Regions from separate parts of the Mus musculus genome. Here all the other regions are linked to region 4. A link is a contact called in public promoter capture Hi-C data. All regions are on one chromosome and are shown on one strand. The core of a region is the stretch at or near the end of the contact, and the rest is flanking DNA. Distances in the headings are between cores, read along the strand shown.

Region 1 (6,945 bases), core at 3,992-6,491, 2.0 Mb before region 4:
AGGGAAATTTTTCTGAGAACTGTTACTTTTGTTATGGCTATTTTTCGGAGAACAGCTAATCTTGTTTTGGCAGCTGAAGACTTGGTCTGGTCATTCTGACTGCTAAAACTATACAGTTTGGAAAGTTCCTTCAAAGGAGGCGGGGCTGGGTGGTCTTGAATTTATTTTGGATTCTACAACAGCACAGCAAAGGCCCGTTGGAAGCAATTTGTGACTGCCCAGAACTGAGTTCAGCAGGTATTCAATGTGTCTGAAAGTGGCTAGTTCTATCAGTTCATGCTGTGGCATTGGTTTGGATGATATTAAAAATTACAGGGGAGGCATGGGGTTGGGTTCAGTTAATAGTGTTTGCTGAGAATGCACAAAGCCCTGGGTTCAATACCGAGCATCCTATAAACTTTGTATGGCAAAATATACCTGTAATCCCATCATAAGGAAACAAGGCTGGAGGATAAGAAGTCCAAAGCCATCCCTGGCTTCATAATAAATCTGTGGCCAGTCTAGGTGACATGGAACCCCATCTGCAACAGACAGACAGACAGACAGACAGACAGAGACACACACACACACACACACACACTCAGGCAAGGGAGCCGTTTACTGCTCTCAAGCAGGGATGCAATGTGTCCTGATTCACCTTTAAAAGTGTCAAACTGATTAAGGGAAAGAAAAAAGGGGGAAGCTGGAGAGAGGAGCAGCTGCTTGGGGTGGGTAGCAGAGCCTCGTGGCTGTGGGGGCACCCACACATACTCTCTTCCTCTGCAGGAAACCTGAGGTACCTGCTGGCTTCCTTCCTACCAACTGTATTCTGTTTCTTTTTAGCAGAATAGACTCCAGGAATTGGGTTGCGATAGAAAAGTGTCTCCTGTAGCAGAGCTGACATCCGATCTCCACCCAAGGCTGGAGGGCCTCTCGAGGCCTTCCCTTTCCCGTGCAGTATGCATGTCTTCATGCAGCTACAGCTATTTTTAGAACATTATAGCTGAAGCACTCTGATCTTCTCCACAGAGGACATCCAGAGCATTTCCATCTAAGATGCTAACCATTGGAAAGGTAGGGGCTGATTTAGAATGTTTGGGTTTGTGTGTGTGTGTGTGTGTGTGTGTGTGTGTGTGTGTGTGTGTGTGTGTGTGTGTGCGTGTGTATAGATAGAATCTAGGGCTTTAAGTGTGCCCAGAAAGCCCTCTACCACTAAACTAGATACCCAGCCCTCTTCTTTTTATGGACAGAGTCTTGCTTTGCAACCCCAGCTGACTTCAAATCTAAGATCTTCCTGCCTTGGTCCCTTGAATGCGAAGATTATCGATGTGTGCTGTCATTCCTCGCCTCCCAGTTTGCTTTCTTTTGTAACAAAATACCTGCAATTGAGAAACTTACAAGGGAAGAGGTTGACTTTGGCTCAGCATCCTGAAGACCGGGAAGTCCAGGATGTCACTTCTGGTAAGGACCATATAGAATTTCACAATGTGGTGGAACTCAAGAGGCATGCGTGGAAGAGAAAGCACAAGAGGTATCCTTGCTTTGTGACAACCTGTTTCCATGAGAACCAACCCTGCCCAGTAGGAAAGGCCTTAATTAGCCTCTCTACAGCCCAGCCATCCTTAAAGTCTCCCATCACAAGGCTTCTTCATCTCCCTCCCTCACTTCTCTCCATGCAGGACTTGGACCTGGCAGTCAGTGTGTCTTTTAGAAGGAGTCAGACATCCTTGCTCACACTAGACTTGCTTCAGCTGTTTGGGGCTTCTGTGGAGAACTTTCTTTCCTCAGTCTCAACGAATTCTTAGTTGGAGCTGACTCCTGTAACAAAATCTGGATTAGCCAGAGGAAATCAGATGGCTTCCCCCTATTTTCCTCAGGTGAGAGCCACTAAGGGACGAGTAGTTCTCAAGAAGGTAGCCTTGAATTTCAGCCTATCCAGTGTTGCAATAAACAAGAGTGAATTCTAATTATTTTATTTTATTTTATTTTATTTGGTTTTTTGAGACAGGGTTTCTCTATATAGCCCTGGCTTTCCTGGAACTCACTTTGGAGACCAGGCTGGCCTCGAACTCAGAAATCTGCCTGCCTCTGCCTCCTGAGTGCTGGGATTAAAGGCATGCGCCACCACGCCCTGCTGAATTCTAATTTTTTATCATCAGTTTTCCACTGTGTTGGAGACCTAACCAGGGCCTTCCTGGTAATCACGCTGCCTCTGAGATATACCCCAACCCAAACTGTGACAAGGCAAGGGAAAGGACTTTGAGCCTCTAGGGGTGGCAGCTTGTGAAAGGTTGGTGGGGTTCATAAGGGGCAGCCAGCAAAGCTTGATGATGGTTTGCTTTGGTACTGTCTCCGGCCTCCCAGGGCTTCAAGCTGTCCTCAGCACCGTTGCTATCCTCAGTGGTGGGCATCTTCTGTCTCGTAACAGGCCAGGAAGGACAGAGTGCCTTTCTGCATCTACTCCTTAATTGTCCTCGGCCCCAGCAGCAATCTTTGTATGGGAAGGTTCCCGCTCTGGTCTCTCCCACTGTTTTCTTTTGTTCACCAGCTGGGAGAGCCAAGGAGGCAGGGTTATGTAGGATTTTACAGCCAGTGGCTTGTCCTTTACCCAGGTCTGTGTGGGATTTGCCTATTGCATTCTCTCTCAGAACAGCTCTGAGGGTCCTTCGATCGGCCTCACACATGTTGTCAGAGGCAGCAGTTAATATGCAACATTACAGGAAATCTACTACAGTGAATTCTCCCATCTTCTCCCACAACACCTCAATTCTAGCTTTTCAACAGCCAGCCAGCCACTCAGAAATCATTAACCAGGACTTTTATTTCCAGTGACGATATACTACAGTTAAAAGCCTCTCACCATTTTCTCTCATTCTGGGAAGCCAGCATAGGTCATGAGAAGACTCAGTGCCTACAGAATAGAAGATGTTTCATTTTGATTAAATATTTGTGGTATACATAAACTAGCACTGCCCACACATAAAACTGCAGTGGTTAAGGGTGAGGCTGGGTAGTGCTGCTGTGTTCTCATCACCCACCCACCATGCAGCTGTGTGGCCCCTGGCAAGCCTCTGAACATCTCCCAGGCTCAGAATGTCATTTGTAAAATGAGGAGCAGAGAGTTTGTTTCATAGGGATATTGAGGGGATGAAATGAGTTGTGTATTTGAAGAGTTTATCACCACACTGGACATAAAAATCAAGTCTTCCTGAGGGTTTAAGCATCCCTATAAAACATGCAGGTGAAACCAGTGGGTCTTACTGCATGCTCTTCTGCAACACACTGTTGTGCTGGACACATGCTCTGCCGATGCCCCTTCTATATTTGTGGTGAGGGAATCTCTATAATCTCAGCTGTACTTCCCACTTATTAAGGACTCCACAGTAAGAGGAGAAGTATGACCCACATAGTGCAGAGATGCACATCTCCACTCTCTCCAAACACAAACAGGGTTTCATAATATTGACACGTTCTAAAGTTCATGTGGAAAAACAGAGGAGCAGTTCTAGACAAGGAATTTGAAAATCAAAACAAGACAGAATCATCGTAGGGAATACTGAAACCGTGAAGTGTTAAAATCCACCGTCTGCAGTGAAACTATCATCATAAAGAGTAGCGTGGCCTGGGCAAGATCACTCTCCAAACACAAACAGAAAGGTGCACACCAGAAAGAAAAGGATGGGCAGGTTTTAGCACATAAAGCCAAAATTTTATCACTTCAGAAATTAGCGTTGCTAAGTGAGGTGGGCATGCCTGTGATCCCAGCACTTGGCAGACAGGCCACCGGGTTTGGGTATGAGGCCAGTGGGGTCTGCACAGTGAGACCTTGCCTCCCACCCCTACACCCCCAAAGAACAATCTTTTGGGGAAAATATTTTCCACACATATGACAAATGAACATCTTTAAGCATGAAACCCAAACAACCATCCCAACTTCCCAGCCTTGAAAGTGAGCAAATAGAAAGTCAGGCAAAGATAAATTCTCAGTAGTCATAGCATAAACTGGTTTAAAAAAAAAATCACACAAAACAAACAAGTCAGGAAACCAGCAACCCAAGAAGCAAAAATTGAAGCAAACAGTCATTTTAATTAAATTTGGGAAAATAGCCCATGTTGTCAAGGAAATGGAAAAAAATGGTCATTTCTCAGGGATAACTGATGAATCTTGTCTTTGACCATCTGTTTCTACCTCCAAAAGTTTGAACCTGGACATGGGTAATGAGACATTAATCTATAAGGACATAGGAAAAATATGTAATCGATTTGCATATTTATACAGCCATTAAACTATATATATATATATATATATATATATATATATATATATATGTTTTAATATAATATATAAGAGAACAACGAAATGGGAGAAAACTTACAATATCTTAAGTGAAGAGCCAGCATGTACAGTTGCAAGGGATAACCCAGGCTTCCCCAATATAAAATACTATTCAGAACACTCGAGTATGTCAAACACCGAATGTAATTGGCTTTAGGAGGCTAATATATGAGAGGGCTAGATGGCCCTTGGGAGAGATTTTAAAAGTGTTTTTTTTTAAAATAATTGTACAATTCAAAGCTTGTCTCTGTTGAAAGCATGAAAGGACACGAAATTGCACTGGTCTGGAAGTTCCAAGATGGGGTTCTTTTGGAAAGCCAAGGCCACCTGCTAGTGGGTGGTGAGTCATGGCCACAGGCTTGCACCTGCCTCCGCAGACGCCACACTGGCTGCTGTGCGTTTCCAAGGGTAAACGACCCATTTGTGCCAACAGCCACCTGGGCCCGGCCTGCATCTCTAGAGCTTAGGCCACTCCGGATCTTAGTTGTGGGAATAGAGGGCCTTGCAGAATTCACAGTTGCGGGCCATTCATTCTTCATCCAGATGCGCTCTGTTGCCGTGGTGCTGTGTTCCAGCCCTAAGCTAGAGCGGACTGGGCAAAGCCCCAGGCTCGACGCCAGGAGAACCGTTGGTGCCCTGTCTAGTTCTCTCTGGCTCTGAGTTTTGAAAAAGACAGTAAGGGTGGACCAAACACAGTGACCACAGCCTGGCCACAAGGTGGCCCAGGGGCGAGCATCCTTTTCTGGGCAGAGGGTTAGGAAACTGAAGCTCGGGCCGGTGGCCAAACCGGAGCTGGTGGCTGCCATGGCGATGGAGCCGGGGGCCCTCCCTGGCCTTGTGCCGGAGCGGCAGTGCAGCGGGGTGACCTGGCCCGCCCCGCCCCCAGGCCGCGGCCGCCTAGCCGAGACTGACCCTCCGCAGCTCCTGTAGTCACGTGGAGCTGGGAACCCAGCGCGTGGGGGGAGGTTGGGGACGGGCCTGGCAGTTGTGAACTCGAACCTGCCGCTGTCGCCGCTGCGGGGCGGGGAACCGGCCGCAGAGGCCGGCCTGGTGCTCTATGGATGGGCGCTGCGTCCCTGGAGGGCACGCGGGAGAGGTATGGGTCGAGTAAGGGCGCAGGGGCCACCGAGGGCGTGCGAGGGCAGCTCCACCTGTGGGGCGCGTGACCGTGAGTGTGTGCGGCTGTGGGGTTCGCGCGCGCGCGCGGAATATGAAAGGGGGGGGGGAGTGTTGAGGCGCGGGGCGAGCGCACCTGCGCACAGGCTCCGCGGGCTGCGCTGTGCGTGGGACCCGAGATGGCCCACTGGCTGGTCCGAACCGGTCCAGCGAGCCAGCAAATGTGGACGGAGGACACGCATCTATACAAAGGGGGAGTGTGTGGGCCTGCTGCCACCCGGGGCTGCCCTAGATGACCAAGGAAATTCTGGAGAGTCCTGGGCACTCTGGCGCTCCCTGCGTAGACCCTCGGGAGACAGGCCTGGAATTTATGTTGCGCGGAGAGTGGGGGAAGGGGAGGCAATAGGGATTCCAGAGTTACTGCCTAGGCAGCCCTTTGGCCACTGAGAAAGAGCCTTGCAACAGATGGAGGAGGCTATTCTTCTGGGGCCCTACCAGGCTAGGAGGTGGCCTCCAAAGGCAGCACTGTGCTTCCTCAGTAAAGGGTCATGCTCATGCTTTATTTAGTTCAGTGTCCGCTAGGTCATTCGACCAGGCTGGGTATGGAGTTCAAGGCTGAACTCTGTAGCCTTGAATCTGGGAGAGACTGGGTGATGACACAAACCTGCCCTGGCTTAGCGCAGAGCCTCACACTCGTTCTTTTCTCTCCCTTCCCCAGGTAAGGCTGACCTCTCAGCAGTTAGAGGTCTGAGCTCTGCCATGGGGATAGGGATGTCTTTATTGCTACAGTTTTCTCTGTCATCCGGGGGCTACCGAAGTGTGGGCCGAAGCAGCCGAAGTCTCCCCAGGAACATCCCCAGAAGGAGCTGGAAAAAGCCTCACCCCCAGCTCTTCAGTCTTCAGGGTAGAGTTTGGCCTTTCTTGTGCCCTCAAACCAACCCATAACTCCAGCGCTCATGTCTCCTATACTTGCAGGACAGGGATGTACTGGGGAAGGAATCCATTCTCCTATCATGGAGTCTTCCCTGGGTTCAGGCGGGGGTGGGAGTTGGGGGTTGGTGGGGTTGAGTCATGTCTGTAGTCCCCCAAAAGAGAGCAGGCTGTAAAGGAATTCAGGAGGTTTTGCCCGGACAGAGGCCACGAACAGACATGAAAAGGTCCCTGGGAAGTCTTACTGCCACCCCTGAACTGACTCTGTGTAGGAGGCTCTCAGGAATCTGGGTTCCCCTGTGGGGTATAGCTGAAGTGGGGCAGTCCTTGGCCCGGTTTGGGCAGGACCAGGCAAGGGACAGAGATTATGATCTCTTCTTCCCACCCCTTTCTTTACCCCAGTAATCCCTAGCCCCCTTAAGAGATGCTGAGCCAGGGTTCTCCCTCACTCCAGGGGAGGGGCAGCAGACTGTGGGTGTTCCTTGGATTGAGAAGTGCTTGCCTCTCCCCCCTCCCCCCAATGTCCCAGTTGCAATTGCTTGGGTGTGGGTGGAGAAGGGCTGGCAGGCAGACTGTGGGTAGTC
Region 2 (7,496 bases), core at 4,732-7,231, 1.5 Mb before region 4:
CCAAATAGATCAAGGACCTCAACATAAAACTGGATACATTAAACCTCATAGAAGAGAAATTGGGAAATAGCCTTGAACACGTTGGTATAGGAGAGAATTTCCTGAACAGAACACCAATGACTCAAACTGTAATATCAACAATTGATAAATGGGACCTTATGAAACTGAAAAACTTCTGTGAGGCAAAGGACAATGTCAATAGGACAAAATGGCAGCTTACAGATTGGGAAAAGATCTTTACCAACCCTACATCTGACAGAGGACTAATATCCAAAACATATAAAGAACTCAAGAAGTTAGACTCAAAAAGCCAAATAACCCAATTTAAAAATGGGATACAGTGTTAAAAAGAGAATTCTCAACAAAGGAATCTTGCAATAGCCTAAAAGCATTTAAAGAAATGCTCAACCTCCTTAGTCATCAGGGGCTTGCAAATCAAAACAGCCCTGAAATTCAACCTTACCTGAATCAGAATGGCTAAGATAAAAAACTCACATGCTGGTGAGGATAGAGAAAGTAAAACACTCCTCCATTCCTGATGGGATTGCAAACTTGTGCAACCACTCTGGAAAACAATCAGGCTGTTTTTCAGAAAATTGGAAATAGTTCTTCCTGAAGACCCAGCTATACTGCTCCTGGGCATATACCCAAAAGATGATCTACCATACCAGAGGGGAGAGGGAGTCTTGCACGTGAATCCTCTATCTGCATGTATACCTTCCTGCCAGAAGAGGGATCACATTTTAGACGTCTGTGAGCTATCATGTGGTTGCTGGAAACTGAACTCGAGATTTCTGAAAGAGCAGCCAGTTCTCCTAACCGCTTGGCTTATATTTCTAAGAAACAAGGTCCCTGAGCCTGCTGCTCACCAGCTGGTGGTCAAAGTGTGATGTTTCTTATGGAACATACAACAGTATTTTATAGGACCCAACTCTTCCCAACACAACACAGTGCTGTGGCTGACCCACAACATCCCTGGTTTCAGGAACAAAGTTGACCGATTGCTAATTTGCTTTAGGACAACTTCCAAGCCACAGATCACCCCACTTATCTGGACTCTTTAGCCTTGGGCAGCACAAGCAAAAATCCTAAGCAAAGACCCTTCTTCCAACCTACTGATATGTTCTGTCCGCCTTTGGGTATACTGTCACTTGTTAATGTATACTTGGTGGGATTTCTTTCTTTCTTTCTTTCTTTCTTTCTTTCTTTCTTTCTTCCTTCCTTCCTTCCTTTCTTTTTCTTTCTTTCTCTCTTTCTTTCTCTCTTTCTTTCTTTCTTTCTTTCTTTCTTTCTTCTTACTTTAAGATTTATTTATTTATTTTATGTATTTGAGTACACTGCCATTGTTTTTCAGACACACCAGAAGAGGGCATCAGATCCCATTACAGATGGTTGTGAGCCACCATGTGGTTGCTGGGAATTGAACTCAGGTTCTCTGAAAGAGCAGTCAGTGCTCTTAACTGCTGAGCCATCTCTCCAGCCCTAGGGTTTTTCTAATAGATTCTATACAAATGCCTAAGTCTGAAGCATTTCTTCCTGTAGCTGGCTTTGCTACTTTGTGGATTCTTCTTTCCCACCATTTATCCCACTGTTTGACCCCCTATCAGTAGATAGGAGAGAAAGAAGGACAGAGGGGAGAGAGAAATAGAGATTTTTGAATCTAATTTATTTCTTCTTGTTTCTGAGTTGCTTGTAGTCAGTCTTTGCTACCTTTTGGGTTGTTCTTTTTCCCACCCTTTATCCCCCAACCCCAGTTTCATCCCCTATCACTAGATAGGAGAGAAAGAAGGACCAGGGAGAGATCTAGAGAGCTGTGAATCTAATTTCTTTTTTGTTTCTTCTTTGACATGACTATTAATAAACCAACCCTCCCCCCAATGACCAACAACCACCCACCCACACTGCCTCTCAGGGCACTAGCATTTATGTACCCTGAAGTTCAAGTTCCAAACATCACACAGTCGCAGAACAAAACCATGGCAAAACCATGCCTTCACTAGAGCTCAAGGCAAAGCATGGTCAGCTGTTGCGGGCAGTCTGAAGCAGCCTCACAGCCCTATACCTTCTGGGATTAAAATGAAAACACTTTCTTATAATATTTCTGTGCTTCTTAAAGAAACCAAAATTCCAGAATTCTCAAAATATCTTCCCCATGAAGCCAATTCATAGCAGAATACTATATAGTCAAGCTCTACAGAATAGTTCTCTGACCAATGAGAATGTTACTGAGCAAGTCTTACAGGTGATATTGTTTATGCAAAAGGGAACATGATATGCATTCCCTGACTGCTACATGTTTACAGTCTAGGATGAATGAAGCAGGAACACAAATAACACAACGGACAATGTGATATCAGAAGTTCAAGTTGTCGTGGAAACCATGTAAATGCTCTCTATGAGACTATGGGGATAAAGTGAGGTCTGCATGTTGGTCTCAGAAGATTACAATGCCTGGTAATGGGTTTTTTTGTTTGTTTGTTTTGTTTTGTTTTGTTTTGTTTTGTTTTTGAGACAGGGTTTCTCTGTATTGCCTGCTAATGTTTTAACTTAGTTTATGTCTGACATTTGTACAATGAAATTGCTTAATGATGCCATTTGTCAGAGCCTGTTTCTACAGCTGGCAATGTAAACTATATTGATTTCCTTGTGATCACATAAAGTTCTATAGCATTTGCAGATAATTCTTGACAACAAATACAAGTGAGAATACACCTCTGGGATGATCATGTAGAAATGCAGGACAGATGGCAAACATGGCAAGAAAGACCAACTTCATACCCACGGGGAAATGGAACTGAAGAAGAAGGGACGGGAACTCAAAGATAGAGAAGATAACCTCATCTGTAATCATTTCCTTTTCTTATGTAACAGAACAATTGTAAATATTTGTAAGTCTTTGGAGTAGGTCACACAGGTACATATGCTACTTCTGCACTTATTTATTTTGTGACAGGGTTTTAACATGTAACCTTGGTTGACCTTAAACTTACTATGTAGACCAGGTTGTCTTGAACTCACAGAAATCCACCTACCTCTGCCTCCCAAGTGTGGGACTAGAGCCATGCACCATCACTCCTGGTGAATATTTTGAATTTGATAAAATATCTCCCAACATTAATGCTTGGTGTTCCTTTTTTTCCTTTAAAGGATTAATAGTATCAAATACCTGGGGGATCCTTACTATGTGTTTGGTGGTGTCCCACTATGTATCTGGGGCTGCTCAGGAAGCTTTTTTTCTCAGATACTTGGCTCTTGCTTCAGCTTGTCCCCTAAGTATATGACCCTGGTCACTCCAGTGTTCTTACTGAGGTGATCTCTACACTGCTGCCCACTGGTGGAAACTTCATGCAAGGGTTGTAGGTGATGGACTGACCCAAGAACAGTCCTCTATCAGGCCTTTACTGTCTTTGTCCCACTTGAATCCAGAATAGTAGATGTTCTTTGTGGGATTTCATGTATATAATGTATCTTGATTGTATCTACTCCCACATCTCCCCCTTCACTTTCCTGAACACCCCTCCCTCTGTAATATCCAAGATAAATTCAAGACTACCCTGTACCTTCCCCCTTCAAAAGAACTTTCCAAACTGTACTAGCAGGCCAAGTACAGAGCCAGATAAAAAAGTTGGCTGACTAAACAAATATAGAATCATAGTTTTAACGGTCAAAAACAAGAGTAGCAATTCCCCTGCCCCGACTCACACTAAAAACACAAGGACAGACAAAATAAAGAGTCACCCTACACAAACCAACCAATGTCTAAAAAAGGTTATTGGCTACACCAATTAAAATAAGTCAAACAGCTCAGGGGTCATGATGGGCAGCAAGATGGCTTCTGCCACCAGGGTCATGCAGGTAGTGAATCCACATGCTCCATTAATAAAGTTTCCTAACAGAAGAGACAAACCTAAACTCAGTGCCTCAGAAGCTTTGGGGTCTGCTGCACTCCCCTCCCATTCCTCTGTCATTTCGCAGCATTCTAAAGGAAGTACGTCCCCCGATTTACTAATGCACCAGGGGCCACCAGACACTGCAAAAATTACAAAATCATTACCTCAGAAATACAGAAGGAAACCTATATTTCAAAAGGAAATGGAGTTTATCCAGCGTGGGGGTCCAGAGTGATCGTCGTGGCTGCTGCTTATCACCAGACAGAAGGATTCGCTTTGCAATAAAGGACTTCCACAATGTCAAATGAAAAGTTATATATTAAACAACCTTAATAAATATTCTGTAAGCAGAATGAAGTATAGAAACTCCAGGTGGTCACTTGTATCTCCTGCATTATGTATCTTGGTCAACTGCCCCACTAGCTGACCTGTACACTTATTAAAGTCTACATTTTTAAATGCAAAAAAAAAAAAAAAAAAAAGCCAAACTACCCTGGTGCCCTATATCTGGCCCTTACAAAAGTATAAAAAGTGTGTTCTTTCTTTGTTCTGGATCTCTCCTCCAGCCTGTGTGCTGAGAGGGGGTTCCCCAACATGTTGGATAAGTAAATCCCACATGTGTTTTGCAACGATGGTGGTCTCTGTGCTCTTTGTGGGTGAGGGTCTTTTAGCAAGCTATAACACCTCCTTCATGTCCTTTCTCTGTATAGCCCACTGAGTTTAATTAGTGCTATCTTTATGCGCATAGGTGTTCATGGTTTTTTGTTTTGACCGGAGTTACAGTGCTAGGCATGGATTCCCTCCTGTGAGGCAGGGCTCAGATCTAATCAGAAGGTGGTTGGCTGGCTAACCCCATAACTCATGCACTATTGACTCAGTGGGCGCATCTGGCCTGGCATTGGAATTATCACTCAGGGTAAGTCCACTGATGGCTTTTCTCCCCCAGTGACCTGCATGCCACCTCCTGACTCCATGAAAGCTGGGCAGCAGGTAAGAAGGTTTTAGATTAGTTTCAGCTTGAAAACAAGGAGTGTTGTCTTCACCAATATGTATGGTCTTACCATCTAGTTGTGGGAGACAACCAAAATAGCCTCACTTGTTTTTAGGTGGGCCCATAGCTGCCCTGACCAATAATGTAGGGATGATAGTATCCCAAACCCAGCACTGAGATTTTCATTTAATGACCCATATCTTTCATTTGAAAGCAATCAACCATACCTGATGCCGCCATTCAAACTTTTTTCTTCTTTTTTGTATGATTCATTTTTGTTTTGTGTTTTTAATTTTATGTGTTCAGGTGTTTTGCCTACTTATATGTCTGTACAATATGTTTGTGCACTTCATCTGAAGAGGGCATTTAATACCATTGAAATTAAATTCAGTCTGTACTTTTGACTGCTCAGCCATCTTTCTAGTTCTTGAATTTAGGGTTTTTTGTTTGTTTGCTTTTTTGTTTTTTGGACAGTGGGAAATGGCTAAAAATACTTAATTCCTATCTGACAGGGTTAATTTCTGCATATTTGGGGGAGAGGAAAAACAGAAAGGAGAGAGCTAGAGAGGGTTTGAAGGGGCTGGAGAAAGTGGGAGGGAAGGAGAAAAGGAAAGGAGAAAGAAGAAGAGGAAAGAGAGAGAGAGAGGTAGGAACCCTTTAATTCCTTTTAAGATGTATTTATTTATGTATGCCTACAAGACAGAAGAGGGCATCAGATCCTATTATAGGTGGTTGTGAGCCACCATGTGGTTGCTGGGAATCAATTCTCAGGACCTCTGAAAGAGCAGATAGTGCTCTTAACCATAGAGCCATCTTCTCCAGCCCCATAAAGATTATCTGGGCTCACTTTTTTTTTTCCTTTTCCTTCCTTTCCTTTCTTTTTTTTAAAAAAGAGAGACAAGGTTTGTCTGTGTATCCCTGGGTGTCCTGGAACTCACTTTGTAGAATAGGCTGGCCTTGAATTCAGAGATCTGCCTCGGCCTACCAAGTGCGGAAAGTAAAAGCGTAAGCCACCACCATCCACACGGTCCTCCTCATTCCTTAAACTACTCCCCAGGCAATCCGTCTAAATCACCGTTTCCGGTTACAGACCCGCCCACTTCGTGACGTAGAATCCCGGAGCCGCCCGGAAGCTCCACCACCTCCCCCCAGAGAAGTCGCGGCGAGAGCTATGGGTCCGGGCTGGTCGCCCGCGCGGCGTTTATGGCCGCTGCTGTGGCGCAGGGCGGTCTTCCAGAGAGCCGGCCCCGCAATGGCTTCGGTTCCCTGGCTTCCGCGGCTGGCAGAGCGATGGCTTCCCGCGAGGCCCGCGACCTGCCTGACCCCGAGCCTAACGCGCGGCCTGCACCATGGGCCTCAGCCCGAGGAGCGGACCGCTGGCGACGCTCGCCTGCAGCCCGGACCCGCAGGTACGCGGGCAGGACACCTGGTGGCCCGGCCTGACCCAGGCGGCCCTGGGCTTTCCTGTGCGCTTCGGGGGCAAGAGAAATAGCCATTCGCGCAGACGCAGAGCTGGAAGGGATTTGGGAGGTGGTCGGCACCAACTTTGCTTTGCGTACCCGAGAGTCCTAGAGGGAGGCTAAGGTAGCGTGTTGTCGTCAAAATTCCAGTCATAGAGCGGGCAACATCCGGCTCTTGGCTTCACAGCCCAGGATCCACCCCGTCTCACGATCTGCCCAGGGTCGTAGCAGGTGGACTGGTTGGTCTTAGTAGCACTAGTCCTAGCAGCCTCGTTTCTTCATATCTGTTGAAGGCTGTGGACCAGGTATTGTCTTGAGAACCCGCCTACCATACAGTATAGTTAAGTAACCTTTTTAATCTGCGATTCGATTTAACGTGTGCCCTAGGATATTGTCCTCTCCCTCAAATCATGCCGCTGGTTGTTGTGTAGCATCTCTGCATTTGTGGAGTGTTGTTCCTTTCAGTACTAGTAAATAGAAAGACATTTGCTTCTGCTTCCGTTTGGTAATCGCAGTATCCAGTGTCCGTAATCTGAACCTTCTACCTAGGAAAGCTGAGCAGTGCTTTAGGGAACTGTTGTCCGGGTTCAGTTTTAAGCTGGTTTTTGGTTGGTTGGTTTAGTTTGTCTTGAATGGAGATGGTATTAGGGGTTGGACCCAGGGCCACGTACATGCCACCACTGAAGCACACCTTCAGTCTTTTAGTTTAAAAATAAAAAATCTTTAGACCTTGTCTTTCTGAGTTGCTCAGCCTAACATTGAACCTGGGATCCTCCTGCCTAGTGTTCACCAAAGCATTTTAGATATAAATACACTTGTAGGGGGAGCAGTTCCACTGTCTCCAGGAGACTTCGTGTCAGTCTGCTTCTGTAGACAAATGTAGGTCTGTATTCTCCTCAGCCATCTGACACAAGCGTTTCTGCATTTTCAGATCACATTGGTGCCAAGTTTGACATCGATATGCTGGTTTCACTTCTGAGGCAAGAAAATGCAAGAGACATTTGTGTGATCCAGGTTCCTCCAGAAATGAGATACACAGACTACTTTGTGATTGGGAGTGGGACTTCCACCCGACACTTACACGCTATGGTCCACTACCTTGTGAAGATGGTAGGATGCTCTCCTTTGTTGTGAACCTTTACCTAGAGAGTGACA
Region 3 (6,909 bases), core at 3,841-6,340, 1.8 Mb before region 4:
TACTAAGGACACCCACTATTAACATTCTCCTAGATATTATCTATAATAAGCTAACAGAAGAATCTAGAAGTTTGTTTTCGAAGTTCAAAATCACCAGATGAGCTGCTCATCATTTGAGCCTAACAGGTGTACCTCTATCAATCCACAGCAAAGTATCTACCAGCAAAACAAAGACGTTGGCAGTAAATGTGTAAGATGGACATCAATAAATAGGCATTGTTCTTTAACTTATTAAAATGATTCAGCTACATCTACATTAAGTAACTTGTATGAAAATAGCAAGGAAAACATTACCTATTATATTCATAAATATAGCCTGGTGAATGAAGATTTGAGAAAAGCTAACATTAGTAAGGTGGTAATCAAATGTATTTGCTAATGTTTCTATTGTAATCTGCGTAATCCTTACGCAACTTATAAGTGCAGGTATCAATTGTTTGCTGATTCTCCATGAAGAAGTCAACTTAGACAACTGAGTCACCTGTTTATCCATTATAAGTCATTCTAAAACCTGAGGACATTAAATAATTTTAATACACTCATAGTTTATGTTGGGAACTCAGACAAAGCCCAGTGGGTACAACTGAGCTCCGATGGGCCTCAGCAGGAGTGGCTCGAATGACTGGATACCAGAGAATTAAATAAGGGGACACACCTGAGCTTCTTGCTGTCACCTGTTGCTCAGTCCTCTGAGGTGCACTTGTGGAGGCAGGAGTGGGACTTTCCACACCTTCCCAACCATTTCCCCCGGGTGAATGTGCTCCCCAGCTCTACCAGAGTCTATAAAGTCAGAGGAGTCTAAAGGTAGTGCTGGTCAGCTCTGTTCATTATTGAGAAAATAACAGGGAAGAAGGCCAATTCTATGTGAGACTCCAAGTTCACAGATGTGGAAAGGCCTCATTATAATAGTCCATTTCATTGTTACAGCAGCTCGGCCATGTCCACTCACCGAAGCAACAGCTCTGAATATGTTCAAAGAGCACTTAAAGAAGCATTCCAATCCATGTGCCTTTGAGGAACTGTCAGTAAACTCTGCACATAGAGCCCTTGATGGGGCTCTGGCCCACTCATATCTCTTATCAAACCTTCTCCATTCCCAAAACACTGTTGTTCAAAGCAGAGGTCTCCCTTGTTCTGAATAGAACACATCTAATGTAAAGCTACATAGCAAAATGCCAGATTGAAAAGACCTACATCATAATCTTAAGGAAGGAAGCCATTGTTGTATCCTTGGCTTTTTGCAAAGCCCCAGTAATTCCATCCAAACACCTCTAAAGGGCTCTCAAGCAACTCTAACAACATATCCAGAGTCTCTATTAAGTATAATATTAAAGATAAAGTTAAATGTCAATCTAACAGTTTACCACTAACCTTCATTAGATGGACACTAAATTTGTAAGTAGGTAATGTCATGAGTGCCTTCCATCTTTCCTACTACGTCTCTGTGAACATTCAGAAAATAGATTCAAAAGCTGGGCGTGATGGCGCACGCCTTTAATCCCAGCACTTGAGCACTTGGGAAGCAGAGGCAGGCAGATTTCTGAGTTCGAAGCCAGCCTGGTCTACAAAGTGAGTTCCAGGACAGCCAAGGCTATACAGAGAAACCCTGTCTCGAAAAACAAAGACAAAAACAAAAACAAAAACAAAAAAAAAGAGAGAGAGAGAAAAGAAAATAAATTCATCACAAGAGTGGGTTCATATGACGATGGCATCACATTAATTCACCAATGAAGAGTTTTTATGCATGAGCAGTTAGCATACATGTATACATGTATGTATGCATACCACATGCATGCCTGGTACCCTTGGAGGCCAGAAGAGGGCACTGGATCCCCTGGAATTGGAGTTGTGAATTGATGGGGTTCTGAGCCATCATGTGGGTGCTGGGAATTGAACCCAGCTCTTCTGCAAGAATAGCAAGTGCTCTGAATTGATGGGCCATCACTCCAGCTCCTAATCCACAACTTTAAAAAGGACCACTTAAGATTCATTTATCTACACTTTAGCGTGCATTTAAAAGAGGTTTGGGGTGAGAAGGAGGGGGTGTCTGTGGAGTATGAGGGGGACACATTGGAGCTTGACATGGCACTATACAGTCCATGATTTGATCCAAGGAAGTGGCCACTGCCTTTATATCCCGCACTTGACCCTCCAGAAAAAGACAGAGACTTACACTTGACACCACAGATGGGAAACTCACAGGAGACACATCTCTGTGCTGTGTGTGCTGACAGCACCCACCTCCCAGGAATGTCACTCTGGTCTCACAATTGCCTTGAGGAGAGCTTGACTTTGCCCTTGTCTGCTCTGTGGAATTTTGACAGCCAGCTACATGCTGTCCCCATGTGTTCCTAGGAAACCATTTTACTTCCCAGTGTGAAAAGGGGGAATTCTCAGGATTTGAAACAAACTTAGTGGACATGAGCTCGGGACGGTATCTTTTCAGAAAGAAGCAGGGGGATGACTATGTTCGTTTCGCATCATCCTCCTGATCACAGGATGAGGAACTGTCTTTGCGGAGTGTACAGCCACCAGGCTTCTGTGGAATGATGTGGGGAAGTTTTGATTGTAAGCAATTTATAGCAAACGATCTAGTTATGAGAGTTTGGGTGTTTGTATCCAGGTTAAATTCCCGCTTCACTCATAATCATTGCAAAGAGTCGACGACTTCTGACAAAGCACAGCAGGGAAATTAAGCTTGCAAGAGGCCACTGTAAAACTTGCCAGGACCACACTTCTCCACTACAGCTGGGGATTTTACAAAAATATTAAATCCATTTGCACTTTCTGCTCTGCAGTTTTACACATCTTTATCTGTGTCCTTTCCCTCACCAAACATAGAATTCTGTATCATCTTGCTAAAAAGTATGCCTTAGCCAAGCCTGGGGATTCAGACCTGTAATACCAGCTACCTGGGGAGGCTGAGGCAGGAAGACGGCAAGTTCAAGGCATGCCTCAGCTACAGAGCAAAATTCAAGGCTAGCTTAGATAACTTAGTGAGACATTGTCTTAAAATAAGAGGCAAACAGAGGGCCAGAGATAAACCTTGATGCCACAGTACACCCATGTGCTAGGAACAGGGCTCCATCCTCAGTACTGAAAAATAAAGAGGAGAAGAAAATAAATACCATGACTACAGGTATGATAGCTACAGGCCACATGGATGCAATATTCAATCATATGAACTTAAATATACAGCTTAGTCTCCCCATCACTCCAACCACAATGCAAAAGTTCATAGCCTTGGGAGCCCTGGGAACATTGCTGTCATCACAGAATCTTTGATTAAGCAGAAGCACTTTGCAAACAAGGGCTATGCAAGAAACCACAAAGAGTTGTCAACGATTTCTTAATATGTCTGTGGTCTGAAGCATTTCCCACAATTTCTTCAAACTGCAAGAGTAAAATGAATTATTGTGCATCCAGATATTTGCAGTAAGCCCTGCTCGTTCATGTTAGCTGGAGCCTGTTCCTTCTTCCTCACTTTGGTCCTGTATCTGGTGACTTCTATGGTCACACGTGTGGTGGTAAGTAGGGCAGTGGGGAGATGTTCCTTCTAAGGTTGGTGTTGCAAAGGCAAGAGTGGAGAGGGTAGGCTAAGAAGAAGCTTTCTTGAGGAGATTCCCACCCTCTCTAGTGAGGATTGAACCTAGGGCTTCCCACATGTTGTATCCTCAGGCCCACTTTCAGTTATTTTGAAACAGAGCCTTAAACTTACGATCCTCCTGCCTCCATCTCCCTAGAGTTGGACATGCCTGCTTTGGGGGGACATATGTAAAACCATATTGACACATCTCTTCAAATGGCTCAGATAATGAAGCAAGAGAGATTCTATCAGCATGCCAACATGCAGCAGCAGCACAGCCTCTCCCTCCAGCTGACCAGGAGTGCAGCCAACTGGCAGTACCCACTGTCTGACTATCACCCTTGCCCGGAGGTTGGCATCTGCTGAAGAGCGATGCCTCTAGGTTAAGTGTTTTCTCCAGTGGAAGTTTACATCCAATAACTGGCTGATAGAACTGTGAAATGCAGTCTCGTCACCTTCCATCTCAAGGTCTACGCAAACTGTAGAATTCCCTGTGGAGTCAGCATTTGTTGTGACTGACTCAATCTTATCCTTATCCAATACCGTCTTCTTTCCTTCCTCTCTCAGGTGTAAATCCCAAGGCTACTCCCTCATAGCTTCTTTCAGCACCAGATATCTCCACCTCAATAGTCCATATGCCTTGGAACCCAACCCTTTTACACAGACACACATACACATGTGCGTGCAAGTATACAAACACTTACATAAATATACTTACATAGAAACATAGTTTACAATATTAATAGATCAAAAGAAAAATCATGCAATTACTTCAACCATTAAAAGACATTTTTAAAGTAACTCACATTTCCAATCAAAGCCTTTATTTAGTAAAATAGGAATGAACAAAATATGCATGCACTAATTTAAAGATTAATCACTAATAGCCAATATCAGTCTTAGTGATATTAGATATTCTATTCTTTGTAAATTTTTCTTTTTTGTTTTCTTTGGTACTGGATAGACCCTAGGACTTTGTATATGCTAGGCAAATGATTCTAGGCAAATGCTCTATCAATAAGCTAAACCCTGAGCCTTTGGTGTTTGTTTTGTTTTGAAGTGGGGGTCTTAAAAAGATTAGTAGCCTAGAATGGGCTTCAATTTGTCATCCTCCAATCTCAATTGGAGGCTATTTTGTAGTAAGAGAAATCCTTAAAGAGAAAAATGGAAACAAAAATAATAAAAATAAAACAACAAACAAACAACAACAACCACCACCACTACCACCACCACCACAAAACACACACACACACACACACACACACACGGAAGATTACCTGTAGCCAATTCTAGAATAGAGTCAGCCAAGGAAGGCTCTGTTGACATGTTTGATTCTACTAACCCTTCTGGACAAACAGCCTTTAGTCACAGAGAAGATAGAGTGCGTGATTTCATAGAGGAATGCTAAGACCACAACTACATGGAAAATGTTTCTGTCTCTTTAAGCCATCATCATCCGGCCTTTCTCTCAGTTTCCTGATCTCTAAGACCCAGGCAGCCTAGCGACTTCCTCTATGCTCAGCCCTGGGCAAGGAGAGACTTCTGCACTCACAAGCGAAGGGAAGGCGAGGCCGGGGCTTCTCTGGGTCACTTCAGGGACTGTCAGCAAGAAAGGTGAGCCTGAGGCTGTGAGCTGGGGTGGAGAGGAAGCTGGGCTGTGAGACCAAAGTGTCTGGTACCTATACACCTGCATTGTACAAAGCACTATGCAGGAGCACTCCGAGCGAGCGTGCATCACAGGCAAGGGGGGCTTCCGGATGCGTTAGGATGGCCTGGGCTTCGAATCGACAAGTTTGGAGGAAGTCTTAGGAGTTCACACATCTTTGATGAACAAAGCTTATCTCTTCCCTCACTCTTTTCGTACAGTAAGGGAAATGTACTCTAGATCTCCTCCCAGGAGCAAAGCACAGTCCATTCCTCAAAAAAAAAAAAAAAAAAAAAATAGAGTTTTCTGATTTGCATGGTATCTTTAGCTGGTGATGTCTGGTGTATCAAAGAAACTTAAAAGGTCTTGAAAAAACATGTCTTTACCTAGTACCTTCCAGGACTGTGTACTTTGGCCAAAAAACAAGTTAAAGAGTAAAGTGATGAATTTTGAAAGAAATTTCATTAAATGTTTCTTTCTATAGAAAAAAAAAGCACATTCAGCAAAGGCAAACGATCCTTCTGTGTCCTTATAAACCATGCTTTCATGGCTACTCCTCATGGGCCACGTCTGTCTCTCAGAAGTCTCTTCTTCTCCTTGCCAGTCGGAGGGGCTCTAGCAAACTTGAGAGGAATGGAATTAGTCCTCACTTGTCTTCCTGGAGTTTGTCCCACTCCAACTGCAGGGATACCTCTGTTTCTCCGCGTCTACAAGGAAGGGTTTAAGAAATAATGTTCTTCAAATTCTGGATGCAGATTAAGCTTGTGAGAAAGATACTACTTGTTGTATCAGAACAACTGAGGATAGATCCAAGAAGTGTGATGTTGAGGGGAACACCTAAATACTTCAAAAAAACAAAACAAACAAACAAAAAAACCAAAAACCAAAACCAACCAACCAACCAAACAAAAACCAAACCAAACCAACCAAACAAACAAACAAAAAAGCCCCAAAAAACAAAAACCAAAACCCCATCAAGCTTGTAGGCAAGGACCTGGACTATCCCGGGCTCTCTTGAGCATATAGAACTGCATGTGCTTTATGTTCCCAGATAATAGAAACATTTATCGCCCGAGATTTCACTCGGTGTTTGCCTTTCTCTTAGAAACTATCAAAGGAAGCCCAGCCTCCACTCTGAACTCTGGAAGCCCCAGCGTCCTGCCCTGGGCTTCCATGGAGTCCCTGTGCCTCCTCCTCATTTTCCCCCAGGAAGAGCTCCTCCAGCTCCTGCAGAAGCCTTGCTCATTGCTCTCGCTCTTACCTTGCTCATTGCCCCCGCTCTTACGGCTGTTTCTTCAGTTCTGATCTGTGTCATTTGTGGGCATTTGCTGATTTCTGCACACAGGACAGAGACATGGAATCCCACAGAGTGTTTGACTAAAGGCTTTGGGAGATGGAAGGGGTATTAGCCCATCTGGTTTGCAAAGCCCTTCTGTGGGAGATAGGCTATTGAGTTAACATTACCCTTCTCTGGTGTTGTGCCCACAGGAGGAAGAGAGGGAGGGAACATGTCACCCATAGTGGAGACAAAGAGATGGAGCATGAAATGGTGGAGAGATGCAGATAAGCACTCAGACAGGAATGTGGAACCAAAGCTATCACCAGAGAAAGGCCAGGGAGAGGTTGAATCTGATTTCTGGGCAGTCACTGGCTGAGACCTGTTAGCTGAATAAGAGGT
Region 4 (7,264 bases), core at 813-3,312:
TTCTGATTTACAACTTAGTCTTAGAAAATAGAGAATTTAAAAGGCCTAACTTGCTTGTTTCTAAAAGCATTTTAATTTGCAGATCAACTATAAAGAAGTGTTAAATACTCTTTATTTGATATCATACATAAACCACAGTAAATGCCTTTCAATAGTAAAAGGCAACATCCTTGATGTAGGGAATTCTAATTAAAACTGCACTGTCAAGAATAGACAGTTGCCTCCTGGTGGTTAGCCATGACCTGAAAGAGGCCAGTGAACACAAACTGAAACACATTTGAGTCTTCTTGTTTCTGAGACAGTGATAGAATTTTCCCAGTGTTTAAGCATATTCATATGCCCAGTTATATAAATCTAAGTATAAAACCATTTAGTAGGTTTGAGGTGACATGCCCCTATTTATGGAAAGTAAAACATTGCTAATTAAGTCCAATCTTATCTTGAGAAAGGGAGAGCCGTGGTAGCATGTATACAACTGGAACTGTTGCTTTAATAAAGACCGTACCCACTTTATGACAAGTCAGTTTTACTTAAATCAGGACTGTCCAACAAAAACATTGCTAGCCATTCATGATCTGAATTTGGTGTGTGAATTAAATTATGGTGTACATTAAAAGCCATGAGACATTTGTTTTGTAATAAATAAGGCAGTGGAATTACTCATTAGTAGCCTTTTTAAGATAAGCTATTAGGTCTGCCCTTTCTCCCTTCTTCTTAATTCCAGCGAAGATCATTTTTGTTCCAGGGATGTACTTTTTGGGATTCTCCAAATACTCCATCAGGGTATCCTCTCCCCAGGTGATGCCTAAACAGAAAGAGATGCAGAGGTTAAGTGTTTTACACACCTGGTAATTCTGCACTGGTTAACCCAAGCAACCTGTGCTGTGGCTGACAGCAGCTCCCCCCGTTACCTTTGTTCTTGTTGGCATCTGTGTAAGAGAATCCAGCAGCCTGGCCTGTCTTCCGCCCGAACAGACCGTGGAGATTTGGTCCAGTCTTATGCTTGCCTCCCTTTTCCACAGTGTGGCACTGGGCACACTTCTGAACAAAAATCTTCTTGCCTTTTTCAACATCACCCATTTTTAATTCTAAAAGGGAAAAGATCCAACAGTAAAACGTACTACGGATCCCAATGACCATTCAAACCGCTATTCTTATGTCCTCTTAACACCAGGCAGGGTGCTAACTCAGTCCACTTGCAATATTCTTCAATAGCAAATACATCACCTAGGAGACTCTCCTTTAAAGCAAGTCTGTGCTCAAGACAGGTCCATGCCAAGGGAAATGGAAACCCACAGCTCAAACCCCAGTTTCCGAAGAAGGCAAGGTCAAAAAGTCACAAATATGAAACCGGACTCATTAAAGCAAAACCACTACAACTCTTAACATTTCAGAATGCTAAACTGCTGTCAGTGCTGCCGATTAAAGTCACTTCCAAAGATAAGGGAGGCTGGGGGTGATCCTAAGTGCTTCCGCCTGCTCCGGTCTCATTAGGAGGTTAAGTCTCTTCTCTCTTGCTTTAGTCCGGCACGGGAAGGCGAGGGAGGACTGGGGAAGGAACCGTCTCACTCTCACGTTGAGATCCCAGGGGTGACTACGACTTTACAAACCCACCCTCCCAGATGCTTAATCAGGAAAAGAACTGGCCCAGTCCTGAAGGAACAGCAGCTTCTGCTCTCAGAAGGGGCGGCGGGCGAGTTCCTTCTAGAACTCCGGGCCCCGGTCCTACACCCACGCCGCCTCCAGCCGTGCCACAGTTCTGCATGGCTTTGTAGGTTAGGCCTGCCCCGGCCTCCTCGCCCCGTTCCCGGTCCGCATCCCCGTCGCGCGCTCACCGTTCCGGGCTGGTCAACACCACGAACGTTCGGACTCGAAGACAGACGTCCCGCGCTCTAGCCCAAGGACACGCCGGCCCGCGCCTATGTACCGGTGTCGGTGCAACCACACTTGTTCCGCCCGTCCGCGGCCCGACGTGCGGTAGCGCCGTCTGCTGCGCCGTGACGTAACCGCACCTCATTGGCTCCAGGACAGGTTTGTGCGCGCGCATGCGAGCTAGCATGGTAGGATGTGCCCAGAGGGCGCCCTTCCTTCAGAGGCCTCGTTTGCCCGACACTTACGACAGGCCTTAGGACGTAAGGCGTGGACGTGCGTGACGTCACCCTCTGGCCTGCGAGATGGCGAGGGCAAGTAGCGGGGCCGATGCTCCCTTGGGATCCGGGTGTGGCTCGGCTCAGGTAACGCCCGGCCCTAGGACTCCTTCGGCCTCCGCCCACGGGGAGTGCTGAGACTGCCGGCCGGTGTGCTGGCGACCTTTACCCAGGCTTGGTCAAGGCTTCCTGGCTGGCGCAACTGCACTGGCCTCGCAGTGGACGCCTGCTGGTGACCTTTACTCTGTTAAACCATCTTCCTGCTCTCCCAGTGAGAGCCTCAAAGCTGGGGAAGGTACGCACAAGTGGCAGACAGGATCACATCTTACCCAGAGTCCCTGTTTTCTTCCCCTAGTGTTTGTAGAAAACGAGGAGGGTGTGCAGGCAAGCTTTAAGGGAGAAGCAGGATTCGCCTGAGTAGAGGATTCCCGGGAATCCGCTAGACTTGGCATCCCTTCTGACCATATTGGAAATGGAAGTCTCCTTAGCATACTTTCCTGGTGTACTTCAAAACGAACTCACAGACACTTTAAATTCTGCCACTGGACGTTTTCTTCATTACTCCCCTCTCCCAAATTCAGATGAATGTCGGTCCATTCCCTATGTTCTGTCTAGCCTTGACATAGTTTATCGTGTGTTTATAGATGCCTGGTGTGTGCCGGGCCCTTCTCAGTATGAACTCACATATTCTGGTTGAGCTTGTTTATATTCTACCACTTTTCCTTCCGCCATCAGATTAACATGAGATGTTAGAAGGCTGGTCTAAAGTCTCAATAGATCTCTTTCCAGCCACTGGTCCTATCTGCTCAAAGATGTCAGTTTGTGTGAGTATAGTTGTTAGGTATTCCCAGGGATAGTTGATTCCAGAACAATCCCCAGAACCCATACAGAATTCCATGGGTGTTTAAGTCCTTCACATGAAATGATGTAATATTTGTATATAATCTACACAATCTCCCCAATATTTAAATAATTTCTAGATTATAACTTATACTGCCAAATGCAGTGCTGTATGGTGTCACTTAGGGAAAATGACAAAAACGCTAGTCATTCTGTATTGGTGAGAATATTGTAAGCCTAACTACATAGTATGTGATGTGATCTGCTGATTTCTGAAGACATGGATATGGGAACCATAGATAAGGAGGTCTGATGTATTTTCATTGTTATTAAACTGTCCTAGCTTTTGGGGGTACTCGTTCAGCATTTAGACTTAGTCCTTATGTAGGTTTATTTTAAGTTATTTGTATATAGGCTTATTTATCAAACTCTTAAAGTTTTTAAAGACCTGATGTAGCAAATCTGTAGACATTCAATATGTCCTTAAATCAAGTCCTGATACTGCCTTCCTTATTTCTCCAAAGAAAAAGTAGTTCTTACTGAAGTCATTGTTCTCTCAATATCGTTTCTTTGTGGAACAGAAGATACCATTTTTCGTTTATAAACGAGTTGGCTGTGAGTTGCTCTTGTTTGTGTTTTATGTGTGTATGTGGGGGAGGGGAGTGTTTGGTTTTGGCTTGGGTTTCTTTTGGGGGGCAACTTGGAAACTAATGCTAGGTACCAGCCTGTTAGTTTACCTGAGTTCAAACTTAGGTCAGGTTCTCTAAAATGGAGTCTGAATTTAAAAGACTCGGCATCCCAACCCTATCTCAAAGCCATTGCTCTATCTATTCTTATCCTTTGGGAAGGAGAGTGGCTGGTAAGAGTTGTAATTGTTTTAAAGCAAATGCCTCTCTTTTCAATATAGTGGATTGCGTATTTTTTTAAAAAAACTATGAACAAATCACTATTAGGATGTTCTTCACGTACAGGGAATAAGTGGATCGGATGCTTTAGATTGAAGTGCAGCAGCATTACCTAGGCATTCCTGCCAGAGCTGCCCCAAGCCACCTTCTCTGAGCTAGGCTTTTCATTTGCTGAGCTTCTAGTACAGCCAGAGATGGTTTCCTTTCAGTCCATAGCCAGCCCTAGACTCAGCGTGGACAGAACACATTGTCCACCTCCAAACAACAGACTCCTTGTGGCCCCGCCCCCCGTTCCATGTTTTGATTGAGGAGGAGGAAATTTTAGTAGAAGCTTTAAATAGCATATATTATATATTTTAAGAAAAACTAAAGGGCCTAGGTTCCTACTCTCATTTTTGCAAGGTGAATGAATCTCTCAGAAGGTCTAAAACCATCCCAGGGAAACGGAAACGTTAAGAAGATAGGATTTTTCCAGACATTGGCGCATGTCTTCAATCCCAAAATTAAGGAGGCAGAAGCAGGCAGATCTCTGTGAGTTCTAGGACAGCCAGGAGTAGAAAGAAAGTTCCAGGGCAGCCAAGGCTGTTACACAGAGAAACCCTGTCTTAAAAAAAAAAAATCAAAGAAGGAGGAGGAGGAGGAAGAAAGGGAGTAGGAGGAAGAAGAGGAAGGGGAAGGAGAAGGGAGACGGGAAGAAAAGAAGAGGGAGAAGAGGAAGAGGAAGAAGAAACAACAAGAAGTGTCTCTCTGCTTACAATTTGGACACAATTTTAGTTTAGTTTATTCTTCAAAGATTCATATTCTGGAAGCTTGCTCCACAGTTAACAGTATTGGAAGGTGGTGGGACCTTTAAGAGGAAGGGCCTAATGAAACATGACTTCTCCATCAGGTCTCTTGCACCGTCATTCTTCATGAAGAGTTATCTTGGGCTCTGGTTGTAAGGGAACATTAGTTCTCTCATGAGTGGATTAGTCCCTAAGAGAGTCAGCTATTATGAAGGAGCAAGCCTGGTCCCTCTTGCTTCCTTCTTTGCTTTGAGACATCTTGTGCTTCCCACCATTTGACACTCTCTTCCATGAGGCTATCGTGTGTGTGTGTGTGTGAGAGAGAGAGAGAGACAGACAGACAGACAGACAGACAGACAAACTAATAACAAAATGCCAGCCACTGTATTCTGAAGGCAGGCCAGGGAGTAGAATAGAGAAATGTCAGATCGATACATGACTTTTATACTGGCTGGGTTTGTGTGTCAACTTGACACACACTGGAGTTATTACAGAAAAAGGAGCCTCCCTTGAGGAAATGCCTCCAGGAGATCCAGCTGTAAGGCATTTTCTCAATTAGTGATCAAGGGTGGGAGGGCCCACTGTGGGTGGTGCCATCCCTGGGCTGGTAGTCCTGGGTTCTACAAGAAAGCAAGCTGAGCAAGCCAGGGAAACAAGCCAGTAAGTAACATCCCTCCATGGCCTCTGCATCAGCTCAACCTTCCTGACCTGCTTGAGTTCCAGTCCTGAATTCTTTGGTGATGAACAGCAATGTGGAAGTGTAAGCTGATTAAACTCTTTCTCCCCAACTTGCTTCTTGGTCATGATGTTTGTGCAGAAATAGAAACCCGGACTAAGATAGCTTTCTTAATTAGATTTATAGTTTAATTTCCTCCTTTTTATTGTGATAAAACACACCACATAAAGTTTGCTATGTTTTGTTTGGTGGTATTAAGTACAGGTATATTATGCAACTGACCAATATCTGTACATAGAACTCCTTCATCTTGCAAATCTGAAATTTTACATGTGCTGAGATGGATATTTGTCAGCTTGACTGGATTCTATAATATCCAGGTAGCCAGTACTATTTCTAGGTATGTCAATAAATTATCTCCAAGAAACTGGCATTTCAAAATTAGTGGATTAAAGACATCCTCTTTCATCCAAAATGGGTAGGCAGATGCAATTGGTTGAGGGCCTAGAGGAAACAAAGAAGCAGAGAAGGGCATTCCTGCTGTCTCCTCAGGAGCCAGAGCTCCCTTCTTAGCTGTAGGACAAGCAATTCTAGATTCTTTGGCCTTTGGAACTTGCACCAGTAAGCCCTTAGTCCTTATGCGGAATTATACGGTACTAGAGTCCCTGGTCGTGGGCTCTCCGGCTGTGGATTTTGCCATGCTACTCACTTGTCTGGATTTTCCATCTTTCAGATGCCTTTGTGCCTGTTGTGTGCTTGTAGCATAAGGCATAATATAACAACCAAAATAAAAGTTTTCCTGTGTGTGTTTTTTTTTTAAGAGTAAGTGAAATTGGATGGATAGTCTTCTTCAATGTCAGATCTTCTATTAAAAACTGTCACCAATGAACTTTTTAATGAACTACATGAAGTATAAGTATCTTCTCACTAAAGGACAAAGCCTTTCGGGCTGGTGAGATGGCTCAGCGGTTAAGAGCACTGACTGCTCTCCCGGGGGTCATGAGTTCAAATCCCAGCAACCACATGGTGGCTCACAACCATCTGTAATGAGAAACAAACAAACAAACAAAAGTATGGGCCGGAGTGAGTGGGACCTGAAGCAAGAGGGAGAAGGGACAGTGCTGAAGAGAAGGCTGTGGTACTTCTGCACAGCAGTGGATTAGAATGCTGTGTATACCCTGGAGACCCAAGGACAATGTGTGATTAGAACTTCAAGCTCTTGGACCTGTATATTTATGGTTCAGTGGGTAAAGCTGCTTGCTGTGAAGCCTGACAGGCCTCGTTCAGTCCTCAGGATCCACACAATGAAGGAGTTGCCTAACTTCCACATGTGCACTATGCCATGTTTGTGTATGTGTGTGTGTCTGTGTGCCACATAATTGTAAAAGGTAAAAGGGTGAAACTGATTTCCTATACTGTGGAGTTGTCTTTTAACACGTGTTCTTTAAAAGTCCAGTCCTGTGGCATGTTCTATGACTAGATAATAAAAGGATCAAATACATATGTCCACGGTATTGCCCATCACCTTGAATATCCCAATGACTTTGTAAAGGTATTTAGACATTTACTTAAAAAAAAAAATTGTTGCCGGGCATGGTGGCGCAGGCCTTTAATCCCAGAGGCAGAGGCAGGCGGATTTCTGAGTTTGAGGTCAGCCTGGTCTACAAAGTGGGTTCCAGGACAGCCAGGGCTACAAAGAGAAACCCTGTCTCGAAAAACCAAAAAAAAAAAGAAAAAAGAAAAAAAAATGTGTAAGTGCAGGTGCATAAATGCCACTGTCATTAGACTGCATATAAGTGCCTCTACCCAGAGTCATCTGTCAGCCCCAAAACATTTTTAAAGTGTGTGTGTGTTTGTGTTGCACAAATAGGTGCATGCCGGAGGCAAGATCTTTCCTTAGATGTGGTGCTT

The links. Promoter capture Hi-C pulls out the DNA fragments that hold promoters and counts their contacts. Capture Hi-C pulls out chosen DNA fragments and counts their contacts.
Region 1: a contact with region 4 is called in a promoter capture Hi-C map of pre-B cells, with 3 times the contacts expected there. The contact joins the promoter of Repin1 here to the promoter of 5430402O13Rik in region 4. A contact is called at or near these places in 5 of 39 promoter capture datasets (the 3T3-L1 cell line, hippocampal neurons, liver and 1 more) and 2 of 115 datasets of contacts at active chromatin or transcription factors (astrocytes and extraembryonic endoderm stem cells).
Region 2: a contact with region 4 is called in a promoter capture Hi-C map of adipose tissue, with 2.5 times the contacts expected there. The contact joins the promoter of Malsu1 here to the promoter of 5430402O13Rik in region 4. A contact is called at or near these places in 7 of 39 promoter capture datasets (3T3-L1-derived adipocytes, embryonic stem cells, hippocampal neurons and 3 more), 1 of 115 datasets of contacts at active chromatin or transcription factors (astrocytes) and 1 of 9 other capture datasets (adipose tissue).
Region 3: a promoter capture Hi-C map of pre-B cells shows a contact between it and region 4, with 6 times the contacts expected there. The contact joins the promoter of Gimap1 here to the promoter of 5430402O13Rik in region 4. A contact is called at or near these places in 2 of 39 promoter capture datasets (liver and pre-B cells).

What each region holds. Positions count from the first base shown.
Region 1 is chr6:48,588,642-48,595,586 of GRCm38.p6, forward strand. Repin1 (replication initiator 1) reads left to right here and starts at 5,242. Exons shown (of 3, transcript NM_001079901.1): 1 at 5,242-5,411; 2 at 6,150-6,335. The coding sequence starts at 6,191. It overlaps Gm5111 (predicted gene 5111), which reads left to right and starts at 804. Exons shown (of 2, transcript NM_183309.3): 1 at 804-1,053; 2 at 1,230-1,943. The coding sequence starts at 1,036. The coding sequence ends at 1,784.
Region 2 is chr6:49,067,814-49,075,309 of GRCm38.p6, forward strand. Malsu1 (mitochondrial assembly of ribosomal large subunit 1) reads left to right here and starts at 5,982. Exons shown (of 4, transcript NM_029353.1): 1 at 5,982-6,290; 2 at 7,273-7,451. The coding sequence starts at 6,053. It also overlaps the pseudogene Gm19253.
Region 3 is chr6:48,733,957-48,740,865 of GRCm38.p6, forward strand. Gimap1 (GTPase, IMAP family member 1) reads left to right here and starts at 5,091. Exons shown (of 3, transcript NM_008376.3): 1 at 5,091-5,200.
Region 4 is chr6:50,564,581-50,571,844 of GRCm38.p6, forward strand. It overlaps 5430402O13Rik (RIKEN cDNA 5430402O13 gene), which reads left to right and starts at 2,063. Exons shown (of 3, transcript NR_027892.1): 1 at 2,063-2,442. It overlaps Cycs (cytochrome c, somatic), which reads right to left and starts at 1,989. Exons shown (of 3, transcript NM_007808.5): 1 at 1,836-1,989; 2 at 912-1,088; 3 at 1-805. The coding sequence starts at 1,080. The coding sequence ends at 657.